2 separate regions of the Zea mays genome follow, and region 2 is linked to region 1. Evidence: chromatin contacts called from public Hi-C data. All regions are on one chromosome and are shown on one strand. The core of a region is the stretch at or near the end of the contact, and the rest is flanking DNA. Distances in the headings are between cores, read along the strand shown.

Region 1 (6,851 bases), core at 3,544-6,043:
ACAGGATTGATCAACAACGATGGCAAACACACACTACTGATAAGTTAACTTCAGTACAGAGAAAAGGATTAAGGTCTCCTAGCGGACATAGCCTCCTGGTTCCTAGTGCTTTCTGCTTTCTGAGTTCAAGTGTACCTGATCAAACCTGAAGGGAAATATAGGGTTGTGGGTAGCTAATGTAAGGATGTGGCGAGCAGATCGTGCATATGGTCATGTAAAATATTGTCTTGTAATGTAGTAACCATCGTTTACAGAGTGGAAACAGTTAGAGTTCAAAATATAAGATAAGATAGGCGTTGTAATAGAAGAGCTGATAGAGATAGCCTAGGTGCAGAACTGTATATAAAATACAATTAAGGGGTTGTTTGAATACACTATAGCTAACAGTTAGCTACTAAAATTAGCTAAAAATATCCAAACAGACTAACTAATAGTTCAACTATTTGATACTTTTAGCAAATTAGGTAATAGTTAGCTAGCTATTTGTCAGCTAGCTAATTCCACTGGCAATTTTTTAGCCAACTACATATTAGCTCTAGTGCATTTAACACTCCCTAACTGATCTGTTTGTTATTGTCAATAGGTACGGCTGGCCATTCCGAAGGTAGTGAACAAGAACTGTTAATAGAATATGACAATGTAGAAACAGCCGTGCCATTTGTTTTTTGTGCTCAGCTGTCAAAAGCAAATCAACCAAACAAATTGGTGATCCTGAAGTCACTGATCAAAGTGCTATATGAGTTGTCTGATACTCTGATGCACGTTTCCGTTTTGACAAAAAACTTTATTGTTTCTTGTTCGGATTCTTCTCCCCCTTCTTTTTATCTGACGATGGCAACACTCGTGCCTTATTTTCAAAACGATAATATCACCGGTCCCCAGAGAAAAAGGAGAGAATAAATTGCGGAAGGATCTTCGATGATTCTTGAAACTTTTGCAGCCACCAACGCGCACGAAGCGGAAGACTTTTGCTAAAGATACAAAAGCGGCATTGTGTCCTGTGTGTTTGGATAGTTGGATAGCCAAGATAAGCTGAAAGGGACTTGTCACTTGTCAGTGCTACCACCAACCACATGTAAACACTTGGTCAGAATGGAAATGAGGACACCAGGATTGAAAGATAAGGTCCCACTCAAGAGAATCCGAAAGAGTAGTCCACAAGCATGTTGCACGAGAGCAACCAAACAGTCTGTGCAACACAGTTACAACAAACAAAAAACAAAGTGATAAAGTGAAACCATGGCAGTTAAAAAAAAGAACAAAAGTGTTAACGCGGTATAGGACAGATTCAGCAACAGCGAACTCCGCAAGTATCGCAATCTTGCTTCGTCGCCAGCGCCGTGCTGCTTTGTCATAAAAAGAAAGAACGAAAAAGAGTTGCATGGCCAGCGATGAACCAGCATCTTCAGCAATGAAACATCAGGTAGAGAACTGAGTGCAGTTGAAAAGAACTGGCTTATACTTTTTTTTAGAAGTTTATAAAATTACAACCATAAAGATCAGCACTAACATTAATGACTTTGCTAACATAAGAGTGGCATACCATGCGTGCCATACAAACTACAGGTACATTCATACATAGCATAACTTACAGCACATGATACAAGCTACCGAGCACGGTCAATCTTAAATATATAAAAAAGACAATATTGAAGGCTCCCATATGAGTGGGGTCTGATGAAGGAGAGAAACCAGGGCAGGCTTTCCCCGCAAATACGGAGAAGCTACTTCGAACCAGTGACCTTATGACTCAGTGATCTTAAATTTAGAAGAAGAAAAAAGAGCAAAGCTTATTTTGCCCAGGATTCCATCTAAAATGCAGTTTCTGTGCTGGTAGGGGATGATCAGGCTTGAGCTCTTGTTTGAGGGTTTGCATGGAAAGCCGACTGCCTATTTTGACCCCCTAGCAGATTTAGCGACAGAGAAGTAGACACTGTCTCCTGACCATGCTCCCATATGCTTAGCTTTGACATGCCCACGAGTTCATCAACATTAATTGGATTCTGGGAATGAACTGCAACAGGCTTGACAATCTCGTGTGTTTCTTGGGGAAGATCGCCTCCATCTTCCTGATTTGGCCAGAAAGGAACTGAGAATTGCAAGAACGGCGAGAAATAAGCTGGAACAATCATCGGATAGGTAGGCTGTAAACTCTCGGGCATGAGAGCAGAAGCTCCAGAACTCTCTGCGACAGCAGAAGTATCTGACTCCATCGATTCCACCTCCTCCTCCACAGCAGGAGGCAGTGGCGGTTGATTTAACATTGAGGTCTCTGGTTCTTGACTTCCAGGAAGGGGCGGAAGGTCCATGGACTGTAAAACAAACAGAACACAGTTCACAAATTATATGCAAAGCACAAGCCACAAGGAAGCGCTCACAGCTCCATATTCTCTGTGAGAATCGCTCCTAGACAGCCAAACGGCTAAAAAATCCCACCCTGACCGATCTGCGTTTTATCCCCAACAAAATCACTTCTAAATCACTCTAAACGAATCAAGAAGTCGAACTCTACTAAACAGGACAATGTGATAGTTATAATCCTCCTATTAACTAAACGGTGAGTTAAATTACAATGTCAATTAATTTGGTGCCACTGTGATTGTTATAATCTACCTATTGACTAAACGGTGAGTTAAACGGCAATTTAGCCCATTAACTCATGTTTAACTTTATTCTGTTTAAGCTGTTCAGACAATTTTTTATGGTTTCAACGGTCCAACCATTTAATGGAACGTTACGGCCTAAATGGCACAGTTAGCCTTTTACCATTTACACTCTGTTTAAACAGCAAACAGTGACTGCCAGGAAAACATACAAGCTGCAGAACTAGATCCAAAAAGTTGCACTAGTATAAGTAATATGATAAATATTACTACAAAAAGAAGCAATAATGTAGTTACAACACATGCATAGGTATAAAACAAGGCCATAGCAAGCAATATTTGTGTAGAAATGAAGACTAAGACCAAGCAAGTTACCTCATCAGGAACCATGTCGAAAAGGCTAGACCTTCTCTTCCTTCTGCTCATATTTGATTGGCGTATAAAATACTTTTGAGCATGACTTGCTACTTGAGTAGGTGTTCTTGAGACCACAAAATTACGAGAAATTCCTCGCCAATCCCCTTTCCCGAGCTTTTGTAATCCCAGCAAAAACCTCCGGTGTTCTTCTTCAGTCCAAGGAACACCTGTCAGAGCAACCTTAATCAGCAACATGGCATAGAAAGCCCAAAATGCAGCCATGAAGGCAGGCAGCAATATGTGTAGCTACAAGAAGACAGTGAACTGAAATGAATCAACAGCAGCATATTAACAGAGCATGGTAAAAGTTAGCACCGCCACTTTGCTGTTGAACAAATCATATAGGAAGGGTGCCATTGACAAATAGAAGAATAGCCAAACAGCACGAAATCAGAGGAGAGCTAAAAAAGGGCATAATCTGAAGAAGGTGCCAGTTGACTCAAACTAAAACAGCTACCACCCACCACCAAGTGTAAACCAAGATCTAGCTATCATTGTTCGCATAAAAAATCTCACAAGAATCAGCAGCAATAATAACAATAGAGATAAAACTTGCAGAACATTGGTAGTCATTTATCAAGCATTTTATTTTTATTTCCCCATAACATGTGAAAAAACGTGTCTCCTTATCAAGTATGGACAGCCGTTACTTGGCACTGCGTAATAGTAATTACATCCCAGTGCAGTAGCACATTTACACCAGACCTTGGCCATTGGCGCATGTATGGCATACATAAGACTACGCGTCAGCAGTTAGCGCAGCAGTTTCAATTGCTCGGCAGATCCTTCCTGATAACGCAGCCCTATACCTCTGACTACGCATCTCTCTATACCTCCAGTCCTCCACAGCTATTCAGCGTCGCAAACCCGTGACAAATTTCATCAAAATCAACTGATGCCGCTGATTGGAACAATGCATAACCCATATTCTAAAAGTTTCTATAGATGAGCTTCTTAAAGCATCCGCATGGCCTAACTAAAACAGTACAGGGCCTCCATAGGTGGTCATTGTACCAGTTAGGGGTTGAACTCGAGTTTCGAGTACCATACGTATCGAGTCAACTAGTACAATATCCATAGAATAGTCGTACTCGCAGTGTGGTAGTTGTACCACCATTAATGTTCTCTCTCTGGAGTCGTACCCGTTTCCTAAAACTTACAGGCACCTAATCAACGAGCACTAGGTGCATCTAAAAAGATTAAGAGGGGTGGAAAAGCTTGGAGGAGCTGGAAGGATGGATTATCTAGGGTTCTGCATCGGGCGGTAGCGGGTGGATGATCGAGGGGTGGAGATCGGGCGGTAGCTGACCTTTCTTTCGATCGCGGCTGGCGGAGGACGACCCCTGGACGAAGTCGTCGGAGGCGTAGCCCCCGCCGCCGTCGGCGAGGTCGGGCCCGTCGGCGGGGGACGCGCCGCCGCTGGTGGATCCCGCGGAGAGGAGGGAGAGGTTCCCCATGCTCGCGCTCTTGCGGATGGCCGAGCCATCGGTGAGGTGCACCCCGAAGATCTTGACCCCGCGGTTGGGGCACGTCCGCGAGTTGTGCCCGTTGTGGCTGCAGTGCGAGCACCGCCGCGTCATCCCGGAGCCACCTCCGCCTCCCGCCACCAGCTAGGGTTCGAGCGGTTTGCGCGTGTTCTGAGAGAGGAGTGGTGGAGGTGGTGGTCCGGTGGAGGACTGGAGGTGGTGGTCCGGTGGAGGACTGGAGGTGGTGGGAGGAAGCCTTGTGAGGAGAAGAGATGAAGAAGGGAGGGGAGGGGAGAGGAGAGGAGGCGGGGTTAAACTCAACTGTTGAGTGGTGATTGGTTAAGGTGGTCGGCGAGCGTGGGCCGTCCACGTGGCGGATATTCTTGCGCGGAAATACGTGTGCGTGGGGGACTCGGGCAGCGGCTTGTGGGGCACGCCTCCCTTCCTGACTGGTTCCTCTCCTCTGTGCCTGGCCGTTTATCCAGTGGACACAGTTGCGGGCCGCGTGCGCGCTCGCCTCTGGTCTCCTGTGGTTTCGTTTTCAACTTCATTTTCCTGCCCGTTTCACCGTCTGACACACTGAGCAATGGCCAACCACTCGATCTTGTTCGTTTCCCATCTGTTTCAGGACATGGAGGTATATTTCTTTTCTTCTGGAACAAGTGTTCCTAACTTAGTTCCCACTTCCCAGTGCATCGCTCAGTGGGATGCCTCGTTTCACCTTAAAATTGGTTTCTGTCACTCAAACATTTTTCTTCTTAGTCTATTTTTGTGAGATTCGTTTTGGCAAAAAACGTCCAAATCAACATGAACACAAAATTTGTCGAGTCGTCATGATAGCAGAAATATGTCCTTCATCTCTTCTAACGTCCTAAGGTTAGGGTTGGCCTTTACCTGGTGGCGTCGTGGCTATAGGAGGTCGACGGTGCAGGTAGGTCTTCGACGGGGCAAAGAACTGTGACAAAATTGGTATCGAAGTGTTTGTTGTGTCACTTTTCTACTTGTTTGGTATAAATTTAGGATCTTTGGACGTAGAAACTAAACACAATTTCACTCAGTATAAATGGTATACACACAATACACATAAATACTTCTTTTTTTAGACCAGGCACATTAGCACATACTCATTTTTTGTCAAAATAGTTTAGTATTCCTGAGAATACCCAAGCATCATGCTGATCCGCCTATGTTTGTGGCCACACAAGTATGCTCCCTTCTCTAAGACCTAGTTTGGCAAGTCTATTTTTTTAAGGAATTTGCATTTTTATAATGGAAAATGAATTAATTTTTCTTAGAAAAATAGAAATCTCTTGAAAAATGGGGTTGCCAAACTAGCTCTAAAAGGACATAAATTTTATTCTTTTAGAGTTAAACAAATCGTAGTTTGATCAAAATTCTATAAAATTGCTAACATCTAATAACAGAAATTTACTTCTCGAAATAGAGGTTCAAAACAATGACACTAACAGACTGGGCCTAAAAGTAGCTAATGGTCTAAAACACATGTGTATTTTACAGTTTAGAACGCCAAAACACAATTTCAACCTCTAATTAGAGTTTTGACGCTTAAACGTAGTTTTAATAACATTGCGTACTATATGCCACATTTAACAACAGCAGGTTCAACAACATGTGGGAAAAATAGAGAGAAAAAACTTTTTTGTCAAAAACAAAAAAGATGATGGAGCTAGGCTCTATAAACTTCTCATATACTCGTTCGGATATCATTTCCTGACTTTGCACGACCACAGCAAGGCTCTCGTCTTTGAGGGGTGTTTGGTTGCTCCTGCTAAAGTTTAGCCCGGGTCACATCAAGCGTTTGACTTTTAAATAGGAGTATGAAATATAGACCCAACCAACTGGACTAGATTCGTCTCGTCTTTTAATCTTCGGCTGACAAATTAGTTTTATAATCCGACTACATTTAATACCCGGAACGGAGGTTCAAACATTCGATGGGACAGGGGCTAAATTTTAGCGGGGTGTAACCAAACACCCCCTGAAGCTGCGAGCTAGTAGGTATGTCAAACGTATGTGAAGTGTCATATGCCTTTAATAGGGGCAATGGTTTAATTTCCTATCTACGTTATCTGCTTTTCTAAATACTAGATGCGTTTTAGGACAGAGACGAGTCTTGATGTTCTATTTTGTCCCAAATAAAACTCGTTTAATTTTTTAATAAATTTATACAATAATTAATTAATATATGCTTTGTATATATGCTAGATTTATCATCATTCATATGAATATAGATATAAATATATATATAGATATAAAAATAAGAGTTAAAGCACATAATAATTTAAAATAAAAGGAGTATTAATTTGTTGGGGACCTTCGGCGTCCGAAGGTCCTCAAAAACAGG
Region 2 (6,956 bases), core at 1,039-3,538, 270 kb before region 1:
TAGAATCATGCATTAATAGTGAAGAGTTAACTATTATATAGGTTGGCTAAATAGCAGGCTGCAATGATCTTTACCGTCAGAAGTCAGCTGTATTATTAAACTTGCTGTTATATTCGGAAACTGGTTACAGTGTGGCAGCACTCAGTAAGATAACACTACTCAATCCTTTTCAGAAAAAAAAAGAGATGACAGTACTACTCAACAGAAATGATGAGAAGTTGGGATCAATATTGTACGTAGAACAGAACCACATGAAATGAGAATTGAGTAGCTGCCTGTTGGCCAGGGTTATCTTCACGGCCCGTCGTGAGCACAATGATAGACAAATAGCGGTAGCAAGGGAGAAAAGAACGAAAATTGTATTTGCCAGTTTTTGTAATTATCAGCATGTTGTCAGAAAGATAGCGACACTGAAGGGTAAAGGAAAAAGAAAAAGAAAAACCTTGTATTTGGGCAAGGACCTTGTTCCACTTCATTTGTGCATCATTGTAAACCCAATCAAAATTCCGTCATGTTGTCATACTAGCTTAATTTTAGTGTTCTCACTAGCCACTGAACAAATGAAGTATAACTGCAATTAACTGATGATGTTCTCCGCGATTGTTCCCCTTCTATCTTCTTATACTATACTGTAAATGTAAATTATAATGTGTATGCATGGCTTTGCAATTTCTGTACCTTCTTCTTAGTATAGATAGATGTATAGATAGATGGTTTGATAGATATATAGGTAGAGCTGTCCGATCTAATAAGCGTTGATGGCTTGATGCAGATCTTATGATTACCAGGAATTTCGTTGATATAAACAAAGAGCTCGTTTGTTTGGGATTACATATAGTTTGTCAAGATTATATGATGTAACATATTTTGAACTAACACTTAGTTTAAAATATATTAGATTATATGTCTGGATAGATTATAATTTCAAATAAATAGGCCTAAAGTCAGGCTTTAATAATGTGACTTTTATCCTATTGAGTTGGAAAGGTAGAAGAGGAGAAGGAAGAAAGAAGAAAGACAGGACTGTGACTTATAGTCGTGACGGTGCACTGTTTTGGACTAGCTAGCTAGCTCCGTACGTAGTCCTACTCCTTACTAGTCGGAGTGACGCTGGACCACAAATTGGCGGCTTTTTGACGTTTCCAATAATCACTTGTGTTATCGGCCAAATTAAAATCTGGGTATAGTACAATGCAAATTAAGCTAGCGAAATTAGGACGTACGTAGCTCGATCTTTTAAATCTCCCTCTCAAGCATATGAAGCAATTAACCGCACGCAATTGTGCACAACCACGTAACACGAATCGCATGCATATCAGCTTTGAAATTATTATTGGACTTGTCGACGGGGGTCACGACTCACGACGATTGAGGACACAGAGATGGATAATCGAAGCACTCACGATTGTGGCGCTGGACGTCGTCGCTGGATTGCTGTCGCCGGCGCCGGCGCCGGCGCCGCCTAGCCCCAGCCCTGCCTCCAGCACCGCCGCGTCGTCGTCGCCGCCCCGGCCCAGCGGCACGTCGAACATGAGCCCGTGGCCCGGCAGCTGGCCGTACTGAGCGTGCGCGTACCCGTCGAACAGCGGCGCTCTCCGCTGCGCGGCCTCGGCCACAACCCCGTTCCCGGCCGCGCCCGCGGCCGGCGCCGGGCCGCGGTGCAGGTGGGGCGCCGGGTCGTTGAACAGCCACGCCACGCTGTCGTGGTCGTCGTCGTGGCCGAAGAACTGGAACTCCTGCAGCCCCGCCGCCGCGCCACCGCCGGCGACGCTGGGCTCCTCCTCCTCCGGCTGCTGGTGGTGCTGGTGCCACATCCCGGGAAACCCGCGGTTGAGGTCCGCGACGGCGGCCCCGCACCGCGCGCCGGCGCCGTGGCCGTGGCACGCGCACTCCGCTACGCCGCCACATACGCGGCACGCGGCGCTCGACGCCGACATCCTGTGCGTAGGACGTAGGACGTCGCCGCCGCCGCACGTTGAGTGAACTCACTCGCTCTCTCTTGAGCTTGAGCCCTTGACCCCTCGCTCTTCCTCCTCCTTCCACCACTCCTCTGGCTCTCCGCGTGTGGTTTGTGTGAGCTTGTTTGCTTCTGCCCCGGCCGCTTGGCTAGCTCGTACACGCGGTGCCTTGCGAGAGAATGATGATGTGCTCGGTCGGCTCGGTGTGTGGAGGAGAACGAAGAGAGGGAGAGAGAGAGAGAGATCAGCTAGGGCGGGCGGGGGAGAATAAGTACGCGCGCGCCGTGATGCTGATGCGGATGCGGCCAATGAGCGGGGAGCAAGAGATATGAGGATGGGAGGGATTCTTACGTGGAGGATCCGGAGCCAAATTTCTCGTCCCTCCAAAGGCAGGATCATTTGGCGATTCCCCAATGGCCATCCCCTGCCAAGCAATACGTCGTCTTGAGTGGTTCTGTGCAACCACGCCTTTTTTTTTTGTTGAGTGCTTTTTTTTCACATATAATCTGCTACACAAAATGCAAAAACAACAATGGAACATTTATCATCAACTGGTAAGTTCGTTATGCATGACATGCGCGCCTACTGAAAACCATACTGTACAACAACAAAAAAAGTATCGCACGCACCCCGGCCGTCACCAGATAGCTTTTTTGAGTTTGTGTTAATCCGATTTCAAACAGGAGCTGAAAATAAGGTGGGCCCGTATATATGTATGTCCTTCAACCATTTCGTTTGCTCATTATATTATATTTGCAGCTTACAAATTATTTCATCTGGTCGTTGGATGCCGTTGGTGCGCGGAGAATAATCATGTGAATCATGCTGCTACTCGGGTTGCTGTCTTGCATGTTCCCAAAAGGTGAAAATGGAAATACAGGTCCGCTTCATCCACTCGCGGAGGAAGGCTTGGACGCGGGAGATCCACGTTTGACTCCCAAGGAAAGGATATGAGGCTTTCGTGTGCGATGGGCGTTCTTCCTCTCGCTCCACAACGCACTGCCTCTGGGGCAGCTACAACATCAAAGAATTAGCATACTGTTCATATATAGGGACAACAGATCGGTGCAAGACACGCGTGTGTTAACCCTGAAACTCTTGTATCGATCGACCATATGCGTCAGATTTTATTAAAAAAACACACATAATACTCCGTGGCCAATTCTATGACCAATTATAGAATTATTATTATTATAACTTCTTTTTAAGTGACCTACTATAACATTAGGCTTATTTGCTTGAGCTGGTTGAAGCTGCTGCAGTTCAAAGCTATAGCCTATAATACTTAGCAGTTCAAAATTGCAGCCGAAGCGAACAAACGCATGATAGATTCACTTCATCCTACATAATAAGCACTCTCTATTAAAAACTCAATTCTTGATTCTTAAAAAGCCAAATAATTTAAAATTTTACCACCTCTATAATAAATTAAGGTACCGACATTTCTGTATTAATATGCTTTTTAAACAGTGACAGTCACTGACCACTTACATACCGACGGACACAGGAGCATGTAATGTTCGGTGAGCCATACCAATACGACTTGCCAATACATGTGTGGCTGTAAATAAGTCAAGAGCCTACCGCGAGCTATCTTTTTTTTCTAAAAGGAACGGTAAAAGTATAACACATATATATATATATATATATATATATATATATATATATATATATATATATATATATATATATATATATATATATATATATATATATATATATATACACACACTAGGTGGGTGCCCGTGCGTTGCAACGGAAACATATAATACTACAATAACTTATGTATAAATATGTGTTATACTGTTATGAGAAAATATTTCGTAATTCATTAGTGACCTAGCCATATATAAATTTTGCCGGTCAGCATAGTGGTCGTTTCTGTTCATGACATTGTGACACTCGAGACAAATATCGAGCAGCAAGCAAGAGGTGTATGTACTCCTGGAAACAGTCATGACAACATGGAACTATCCATCTGTGATACTTTTAGTAAGGTCATTTTCAAGAATGCTAAGAAAATATATGTCGGCCAAATTTCATGAACAGGAAACTTTGTACGAACATGTGTAGTAGCAGTAGATCAACCATCTTAAAAATATATCTAAAATAAAAGCTTCCTTTTTCGTACTCATTTCAACATATTAGTAGTCCATCCACGGTTGCATTTATGTTTTTTTAACTGGAAACAAAATTGCATGATTTATCGAGATAATAAGCTTTTTATGCCTCTACTTAAAAAAGAATGTTCCCTTCTTCCTAGGTTTTCTCTTTCTTTGTCTTCGAACGAAGTCCTTCTTGCTAATGCTGCCAAGTGCCTTCAAGATGTTGATTATGCTAACTGTCACCGGTCATGCAAAAATCATAGAATTGATTAGTTCCTTTTGCACATGTGCTAAGCTCACCAAATTTTTAAACAAGAGTGAAAGCAAACATCAATTTGGTAGTAGCCAGATTTTCACATAAGTACAATCAAGGCTTAAATGTAAACTCATAAATGTCCCTTATCCATATGTCTTTACAATTAGGCCAATAAGGTGACAACTGGTAGTATAATTCCAAAACCTCTCCAACCCACAAAAAGATTTAAGCTTGAGGGTATGCAATTTGCAGAGGTATTTTAAGTTTTTGTTCCAGGAATAAACTGACAACACACCCCTTTCCAAGCTAATGTGTTCCTTTTTTCAAGAGTGAGTGTTCTGATTATTACTGCAACACAAGTTTCCAAATATTCCAAAGGCTCAACTGAATCGTAAAGTGAGGGATCAAATTTGTATCCCCTGTAAGTTTCTTAGGATAAACAAATTGTATCATTTCACATAGTTGAAATCCATTTCATGCCTCCTCTTATGTTCAGTTTTCCTAGAATCAAATTACTCGCTGCTCACAACTGGCGGGCCCATGTTTATTCCCATAACTTTAACTGCTAATTCAGAAAAAATGATCGAATGAAGCTTGAACAGAAAGCAACAAGTCTTTTGCAATAAACAAAATAAAAAGCACCAAGACATTACTGGGATACAAAGTGACATTATTGGGACAAATTCAGTTCATCTGTCGTGTTACTGCACATTTAATAATCCACATCTTTACCATCACTGTCAAAATCTCTGCAGTCTCCATATTCTTTCAAAGCAAGTTGTTTGCTGACCTCAGCATGTTTGCAAAAACATCGCAAATAATAATGGAACCATGAATAATTTCTAGACAATGTGAACTAATATGTCATTGAAATAGACGCAATGCCCTATTCATTACATGATTTCAAGAGTTATAGAACAATTAGCTAGGTCACAAAAAGCATATAGATTAAAATATGCAAGAAAAAAGATGTTTTTAAGAAAATGAGAAAGCAAACAGTCTCCACCCCTTTGTTTTGCTTGTTAAAAGAAACACATAGGCTAAGCAGCGTACCTGTTCTTGCCCGAGGAGTATTGACTTCCAATTTTAAACTGGATTCCACACCATCGATGGATTCCATTAGTTCAAGGATGAACTCGATACAAGGAAACAAGCATGCCTTCAGGGTTGAGGGGACTCGCGGAGAAGCACAAATCTGGCAAATGGAACGTCGATGGCGCTTTTCTTGAGTTCTCTCCGGCAGCAAAGAAGCTCCAGCTGGGGGAACGACGATGACAATGTCGAGCCTTGCGGGTGCTGATGCATTTGGTCTGAGAGAGCTTCGGTGGATCCAAGAAGACGGTCACCTCGACCACCCTCGTCCCCATCGTTCCCCAGATCTCCTCTCGCATCTCGGCGTGCCACCACCCTCACCGTAGCCCACTCCACTCGACCGCTACACTGAAACCAACCACCACTGTTGGGACTTGTTCTCAAATGCTATGAATTAAGAACAAGGCAACATAAAATGTTAAATATCAATGCCCTTCGTCCGCTGAAGCATTATTTCCCCAGGGATGTACTCCGGACGAAGGTTATAATGGCAGAACTACGAAGGTTATGCATTCATAATTGAACTCACAAAGATAATATAAAATAACGTAAGGCACAAAGCATTAAAGACAAATAAATTGGAAATAAATAACATCATTTATATGCTATACCAATTTAAGATGTTCAAACATAATATTTAGACACATTTATACCTCTGCCTTGACAAAGGATAATTTCCAAGTGATGCAATTACAATTGCAGGAATGCGTGAACAGTAAAGGAATACTGTTCACTATTTATAGGCATAGGACACAGCCCGTGAGGAATTACAATCGTACCCCTCATAAAAGTTTACAATAATGACTCGGACTCTTATGGATTAAAAGGTCATTCTATCTTTAAGTCGGTTTGTAATTCCGAAGCTTCACGAAATGGCACCTTCAGCATCACGTACGAGCAGCTTTCTGCAGGACCTTCGGCGACGAAACATGGTCCCAACAGTAGCCCCTTCGCGGTGCTAGATCGTTTTTCGTAACGAGCTTGATCCGTGAAAAAAGTCTCTTAGGCTTCAGGAAGCCGAAGGTCCGAAAAACACCTTCCCTGAGCTCGTTGTCGAGAAACGATACAGTTTCTGAGCGCAGAGCGGTCCCACAGTGCAGGTTCACTATTTGGTTTTTGCGGCCCACCGCGCAGCGGGTGCTAGTAACTGTTTGCCTGGTGTAAAAATCCTGACGATTCACCTTCTTACCTGCAGCACTATATAAACAGACGGGTAGGTGTGAAGTTACCACAGCATTCATTGCTATTGCACTGTTTTGCTACCAAAAATTTTAACCATAGCCGAAGCTTGACTTTCACATTCAAACGAAGCTCCTGCTTGGCGTTTGCTTCGTCAGAAGAAGAGCTTCGGAAGAAAAGGTTGTTAATTTCCAAGAAATCTTTCAAGAAAATCAAAATTAAATGGCCAGAGTGCGCTCTACTGCTAGAGTTGAGCGTGAGGGAGACGAAGCCGAAGGTGTGGAGACTATTCCTATCTCGGAAGCAATGCAGCGATCTGGATTGGTGACATCGGAAGAAGTTCCCGCTGCCGAAGCAGAACAAGCC

What was found. A called contact is a pair of places that touch in the nucleus more often than the background predicts.
Region 2: a Hi-C map of leaf mesophyll shows a contact between it and region 1, with 4 times the contacts expected there. The contact joins the promoter of LOC103638936 here to the promoter of LOC542109 in region 1. A contact is called at or near these places in 3 of 25 Hi-C or Micro-C datasets (bundle sheath, leaf and leaf mesophyll).

What each region holds. Positions count from the first base shown.
Region 1 is chr9:120,691,073-120,697,923 of Zm-B73-REFERENCE-NAM-5.0, reverse strand. It overlaps LOC542109, which reads right to left and starts at 4,793. Exons shown (of 3, transcript NM_001279580.2): 1 at 4,330-4,793; 2 at 2,979-3,187; 3 at 1,444-2,312. The coding sequence starts at 4,600. The coding sequence ends at 1,845.
Region 2 is chr9:120,955,567-120,962,522 of Zm-B73-REFERENCE-NAM-5.0, reverse strand. It overlaps LOC103638936 (transcription factor GHD7), which reads right to left and starts at 2,288. Exons shown (of 2, transcript XM_008661727.4): 1 at 1,404-2,288. The coding sequence starts at 1,937.